2 separate regions of the Triticum aestivum genome follow, and region 1 is linked to region 2. The links are chromatin contacts, called in public Hi-C maps. All regions are on one chromosome and are shown on one strand. Each heading gives the region's core, a stretch centred on a gene start, on an enhancer-like site or on the middle of the called end of the contact. The rest is flanking DNA. Distances are from core to core; before and after follow the strand shown.

Region 1 (3,596 bases), core at 5-2,504, 300 kb after region 2:
GCTTGATGGATTCAAGAAAGGAGTTCTTGCCTCCAAAGTGCAACGAGCCCTCGTCGGCGGTGAGGGCATCGACAAGGCCGAGACCGACTCTCTGGGAGCCGGTTCTGAGCTTCAGAAGATCAGCCTCGATGCCTAGCAGTCCAGTGGGCTTGAGATTGGTGCCCACGGTGTTTGATGACGGCAGGTTCTTGAAATCCAGAGGAGAGGTTGGGCTCCAGACTGAATCAGGGTCCACTGCATTCAGGCCTTTGCTGCTCAGCCGCACAAAGAGACCAGGCACCCTGAAGAATCCAATGCTCCTCTGCGCAAGGTTCTGGTCGGCGCAGTTGTCCATGGCTTGCTCTTGAGGAGCACAGGCACTAGCAAGTTGTCTCTGAAACAGTCAAACGGTTTGTTTTTTAGTATCAGATCAGTCAGCAGTGAGTGACGAGAGCAAAGAAAAGTTCAGATAGATTTCAGCTTTTGCTTTTACTCATATGGGTCAAAGGATCAATCAATCAAAGAGAACAAAAGAAAAGAACGATGATTGATTAACCGGGTACATTATTTTTTAATGAAAACTAACAAATTGCCTGCCGGTTCCAAGCACAAACATCTCATCCTTGCAAATTCAAAAAGCAAGACCGAAAACTACAGTCACTTGAACATGGTCAAGGTAAGAAAACAAGAACACCAAGCCGAACGGATAAACAGCAGAAGCTCTTCTCCCCCCAATCTTATTACTCCCAAATCCCAACAGCTGCTTCAACAAGGATTTACAGGGATGCAGTTCCGAGCTCCATAACCTGGCACTGCGACGGCCATGAAAGGGAAGGTCGAAGGCGGCATTACCACCGACCAGGAATCACGCGACACGAATCGCGGCCGAATCAAGCAACCAGTAAACGAAAGCCGTCCAATCTGAGGCCCGGACTGGGAAACCAGCCAAGAACCGCAAAAACTTCTGGGCCAAGCATACACAAATCTAGAAAGTGCGGCCGCATCTTTTCCACTCAGGGAGAGTAGTAGCAGTGGGTGTGCGTACCTCGCGGTCGATTCGACGGCCGGGCGGGGATGCTCAGGCGGTGGTGCCCCTCCTCGCGCGACGGGACTAAGAAGGGCCGGAGAGCCCTAGGGGAGAAGAAAGGGGGGAATGGGGTGGGCGAGGCTTCCAGGGCACTCTGCTTCTCGCTCTAGACTCGCTGCTGCCCCTCCCCCTCCGTGCTTTCCATGTGGTTTCTCGGGTGCGCTTGCTGGTGTGTTTATGGGGAGAAGACAAGTGTCCTCGGCGCGGACACGCAGCATGCAAAAGCAACGGGCTCGTCTCTCTCTCTCTCTCTCTCTCTCTCTCCTAGTGTAGTGTAGTTTAGTGTACAGCAGTAGTACTATTTTTGTTTTCTCTTCTCCTTTTGTTTTTTCTTTACTCGTCTGCTCTCTCCCTTTTTTTTCTTTTGTGTTTCTTGGAAGGCACTCCAGTGCTGCTCCATGTGACTAATTTTACTTTTTGGAGAACATTAACTCGAATACGCCTAAGTTTAGCGACGTAATGGTGCTGGGTCCATTGATCAGTCAGTTTAAAGCTATACGTGCCGGACAACTGGGCTCTTAAGAAAGGGTCCATCGATCAGTCAGTTTAAAGCTATCCAGATTGTTTATACTTTTTTTCGGGTCCAGATTGTTTATACCTAGAGAAAAGTTGTGCACCTGTCATTTGGATGCACCATGTATTTACCTCCCGAGGCGATATCAACACCGCGAATATATCTTGGGCCACAAAGGAATTATATGCACATTGTATTTTTTTTAGAGAAAAGGCTTGAGGCGAGCCTGACTGAATTAACAAAGACATTAACCGGACATGATTACACATGACAACAACCTGCAACAAGAAGAAAGAAAATGACCAAAAAGATACATGATGGTGTAACAACTTATAACCGAACGGCTTTACAGGCAAATCAGGAAGGTGAAGATCTAGGAAAGAGTCGACATTCACAAATCTCACCAACAAAGGCACAAGCTGAAGAACGTTGCCACACGACAAAAATCGACACAAAATATTGTATTGTCAGCGTCACAGAGCAGAACCCAACTAATCAACCACGGGGTGATGACAAACTAGAACAGAAAACTCCACCGATCGACAAAATCCCGCATAAGAGTGCCATCCTCATGCATGTGCCCCCGATAGGGCCTCCCAGAAGGGGAGCGACACAGAAACTCCGTCGTCATCCAAGAATTTGTTTGGTTCAAGAATAAGACAACCATAATTGTAACAGGATCACACATCCACTATAAAATGGAATGTACAAAATAGTAGACATGTTTTGTTCAACTTTTAAACGGACGGAAATCAATTATAATGTATGGACGTACGATTCGTGCCAAATTGTGGAATTGGCTGCAATGAAGGCATAATCGACATGTAATATTTATCAGAGGCAGTGAGATCACCACATGAATCTATATCTAACAGTAAATTGTCAAAAAATAGAATTAAAATAGAAAAATAAACCGAAGGACACAAGCATACAAATCACACCAGCCTCTTGGCGGCGGATCCACGCCAGAGCTATCACCTAGCTTTTTACATTCAACATACATGTGCCTCTCTTCATATCTTGAAAAAAAATGAACGATGAAACATATTGTGGCTCAACATCTGTCTGGAATGACAATGTAGTGATCATGCCAAGGAATAGGTGGTCGACACCTATTTTCATTTGGCGCCACATGTCGTGCTAAATTCCCGAGGGTAATCATGATGGGGATATCACACGTCGTTGGTAATCCAATGGGATGCATATGAAGAGAGGTTTTATCCGGGTTTAGGCTCTCAAGGATGAGGTAATCCCATACTTCCTGATTTTGTGCATGTATTGCTCTAATACCGTATAAGAACTATGGTTTGTGCGAATAGATGTTGCAAATCATGAGATCGCGTAGGTTGCGTGGATGCGAGATTGTGTAAGTCCCACTCGAGGGTCCCCTTCCTTGCCTTATATAGCACAGTTGAAGCTACGATTACATGATCCGAGTTAGTTATGATCTATCTGACGGTGTCCTTGATTAAGGGTGCACACCACGTCGGCCCTCCTTTCATGGGTTGCCCCGAGGACCCACCGATAGATGAAGAACGGGCCGCCCAGGCCGTGGCCCTCGGTGTCCTTGGGATGGAATCCTCCAAAGACTTGATGTATAATTCAAGGCATATTCAAATGATCGGCATGTTATCCCTAGTTGTAACCGACATACTTGTAACCCTAAATACCCCCGGTGCCTATATAAGTCGAGGGTTTGATAACCCACAAGTATAGGGGACCGTTTGTAGCCTTTTTCGATAAGTAAGAGTGTCAAACCCAATGAGGAGCTAAAGGTGGAATTTATATTCTCTTCAATTCATATCGACCACCGGTAAAACTCTACACACAGTAACACTTTCTTTACCTAGAACAAGAATAAAATTACTTTGCAGTAATAAAACTGGGAGTACTTTGCAAGATAATAAAAAGGTATGTTTTAAAGCTTTTTCAGAACGATGAGAAGGATTTGTCCCTAGGCAATTGATAACTAGATCGGTAATCATCATTGTAGTTTAATATGAGGGAGAAGTATAA
Region 2 (3,089 bases), core at 340-2,839:
ACCACCTATCGGAACCACGCCAAAAATCTCCGTGTCTACATTGTGTTTGCCTTCTCCAAATCCTTCCTTTACCTTCATATACAATGTTTTACTTTCCGCTGCTACACTTTTAGAATTGCATGTGTAAGTTGATTGCTTGACTTGTACTAGTTGCTAAAATGCGCCAACACTTAAAATTGGGAAAAGGTTAGATATTTATTTAGTCAAGTAGTCTAATCACCCCTCTCCCCCCCCCCCCACCTCGAGACCTACTTTCGATCCTACACAACGACGCGAGGATCAACTTCCCCTTTGAGATGGCTACGCTCCACCTCGTCCCGCCGGAGCCGGGGGTGGTGGCTGCTTGGATGGCGCGGGAGGACCGAGAGACGTGGAAGCACCTCGAGGCCGAGGCCACCGACGAGGCCTACATGGATGAGCTCCACCGACAGTACCCGGAGCTCGTGGAGGCCGATCGGACGAAACTCGTCGTCAATAACGACGAAGTTATCGTCATCTCCGACGACGAGGGCGGCAACGAGGGTGGCGAGGACAAGATCGATGTCGAGGAGTAGCGGAGCGTCTTCGTCAACGACGACGACGACGACACCGGCCCGAACCCAGCTCGCGCCGAGGGTAGCCTCACCTGGAAGGACCGGCTCGACCTCCACTTCGGCCGAATTTAATTTAGGGTTAGTTCTAGTTTAAATTTATATTTAATGTTCGATTACGAGGACTTTCTATGTTGAACTTTATGTTTAAATGCATCATCTTTCGGTTAAAATTTGATTGAATTTGCACAAATTTAGTTTTACTCCGCTAACTATAGAGGATCGGCTAGGTCCGATACTCCACTAAGGTATATACTCCCTTAAGTTTTAGTTTTAGGGGATCAGTTAGAAATGCCCTAACTATACTCGGAACTCGTAGCGTGACAACCAAGTAAAAAAGATAGAACTTTTAGAGAACGTTTGGCAAAAAGAATCGTTAGAAAATGATAAGAGTTATTGCAAATCCCAGCACAATTCTAACTCTTGATTCCAGGAAAAGAACTTGCATGCGGATTCTGCGAAGAAAGGTGCATTTCACCTCGAGTGTTTTAGCTCCGTCCGCAGCCAGAGGTGGCTTTCACTTGAGTTTTGACGAAAGGTGCCTTTCAAAGTTCCAGCGGGTTACTGTAGCGATTAAGTAGGAGCAAAACTCGCCGTCACCTTTTCAAAGCCTGCTTGTGTGGGCAAATCCAACACGGTTCGTCAAAATTGACACATCAAAGACGCGCTTGGATGTGACCGCAGACAGCGGTGGAGTAGACGGCCATCCAACTGTGTGAATCCAATGTTCGCATTAGCTCAAACGGATAATTCAAACAGACATGCAAACCGAACAATATTTATTAAAATTTGATGATATATTTAGAATCTAACAAAGTTCAACTAAACTAGATCTTCCACTCAAAGAAAAAAGAGACTAAACCAGATCAATTGAGCTGAGCTGGTGGGCACCTACCCGTACGTGGCCGTGGTCGTGGCGAGTCGTCAAGGTGGCAGTGACCGCCACCACCAAATGGCCATGGAGTAGGTCGTATCGCGCGCACGGCGCGCGGCGTCCCCTTCTGGGGAAGTGGTTTACAGAGGCAGGCGTAGCCTGTCCTGTACTGTGCACCGCACAGCCGACGCCACGACTGACGAACGAACGGCGACATGTCACCGTCGATGGTGGTGGTGGATACGGCCCCGTCAGATCTTCTCTTTTACCGCGTCGTGAACTTCCCCAAGTTCCCAATCTTAGTACACATGCGACCTCGAGTTGAGTAGCAACAACGATGGTGCGGTGCATGCAGGCCTGCGTACGTGGCGCATGTCATGTCGGCATTCGACTGAACTAGAGTGCGCCGCTGCGTGCGTGCGTATCCGCAAGAGGACGCTGCAGAGTTATGCGGCCCAGACATCAGAGGAACGATGTGCAGTTCGCAGCCATCAATGTGCTTCAGTGTTTCTAGCCATGAGCCCATGATGAAGTGGATTGAAACCGCCGGTGGTTCTTCCAACAAAAAAGTGCTCCCGTGACGCCAAGCACGTACCTGTAGCGGACCCCCAGTTGAACCCGGTCGCGGTCGAGATGCCACGGCTCGACTCATGCATGCGCGCTGTACGACGCATAGCATAGGTGACGCACTGACGCGCAGATCGAGTGTCTATCCTAGCTTCAGGAACACCGTCAGAATGCGTCCTGTTGAGTGAGTGGCACGGAGAATAGCTGTCCAAGGAGAAACACAAACAGGGCGTCAACTTGACGACCATCGGTCGCCGTCCTAGTGCGCACCATCCAGGGGTAGACAAGGAACGTTTGCTAGCTACACCGTCCTGAATCAATCATTGCACCTCTTCATCATCACATATGCACATAAACCTGAATATTTGGCCTCTCGTGCGACGTAAAGTCGTTGTTTACCATGGGAGAGCAGCTTCTTCGGACTTGGCGGGAGAAGAGGAGCTGGCGATCCCAAAGAAAAGGACGCCCATTTCTTCTCTCGTGTCCTCTCGTACAAAGTAGAGCCAGTTAGGATTACGCTCGTCACGCAACACTACACCAACAAAAGAAGGTGTGCGCATCGAGCATGGGTGCCACGCTGCCCACTGCAACACATTTCACTGACAGGGAAATGTTCATGAGATGCACTTCGGCATATGCAAAAGCCAAGATGGCATTTCGAAAAAAGCATTACGTGTTTGTAAGTTAGATCCTCGTTCTGAGTTTTGTTTCATCACGGTTCTCTTTGCACGTAAGGTCTTATCAAATTTCAGAGCCTGTACTACCATGACCCCATCAATAAAAAAGCTATGTAGATATATTACAGTTTCCAAGGAGAAGATGAACTGCACATGCTGACGATGAAGTTAAGAATCTCCTTTTAATTTCGTCAAGCTCATGCCAAGCTAGGTAGGTGTGGTGCGAATATTCATGATATGCGGCTTCCTGGTTCCTCCTCCTGCTTTCCAACGACCGCGCCGAACAGGGAAGAAGAATACTGAAACACGCGGGCTGAATTGTCTTCTTCAGCAAGAGGATTTGAGGAAACCATTCCAAAAGAGAGGCTGCAATTTACTTCG

Evidence for each region. A called contact is a pair of places that touch in the nucleus more often than the background predicts.
Region 1: a contact with region 2 is called in a Hi-C map of leaf, with 4 times the contacts expected there. The contact joins the promoter of LOC123070777 here to the enhancer-like site in region 2. A contact is called at or near these places in 2 of 5 Hi-C or Micro-C datasets (both in leaf).

What each region holds. Positions count from the first base shown.
Region 1 is chr3B:538,795,038-538,798,633 of IWGSC CS RefSeq v2.1, forward strand. It overlaps LOC123070777 (FCS-Like Zinc finger 8), which reads right to left and starts at 1,255. Exons shown (of 3, transcript XM_044494116.1): 1 at 1,025-1,255; 2 at 1-373. The coding sequence starts at 334.
Region 2 is chr3B:538,499,027-538,502,115 of IWGSC CS RefSeq v2.1, forward strand. No RefSeq gene overlaps it. Among protein-coding and RNA genes, the nearest start is that of LOC123070775, 120 kb to the left of the region's middle. Within about 2 kb of position 1,590, at least 1 of the 8 cell types and tissues checked has an H3K27ac peak or open chromatin away from gene starts, as enhancers often do. A contact at or near this core is called in leaf, where this site is marked.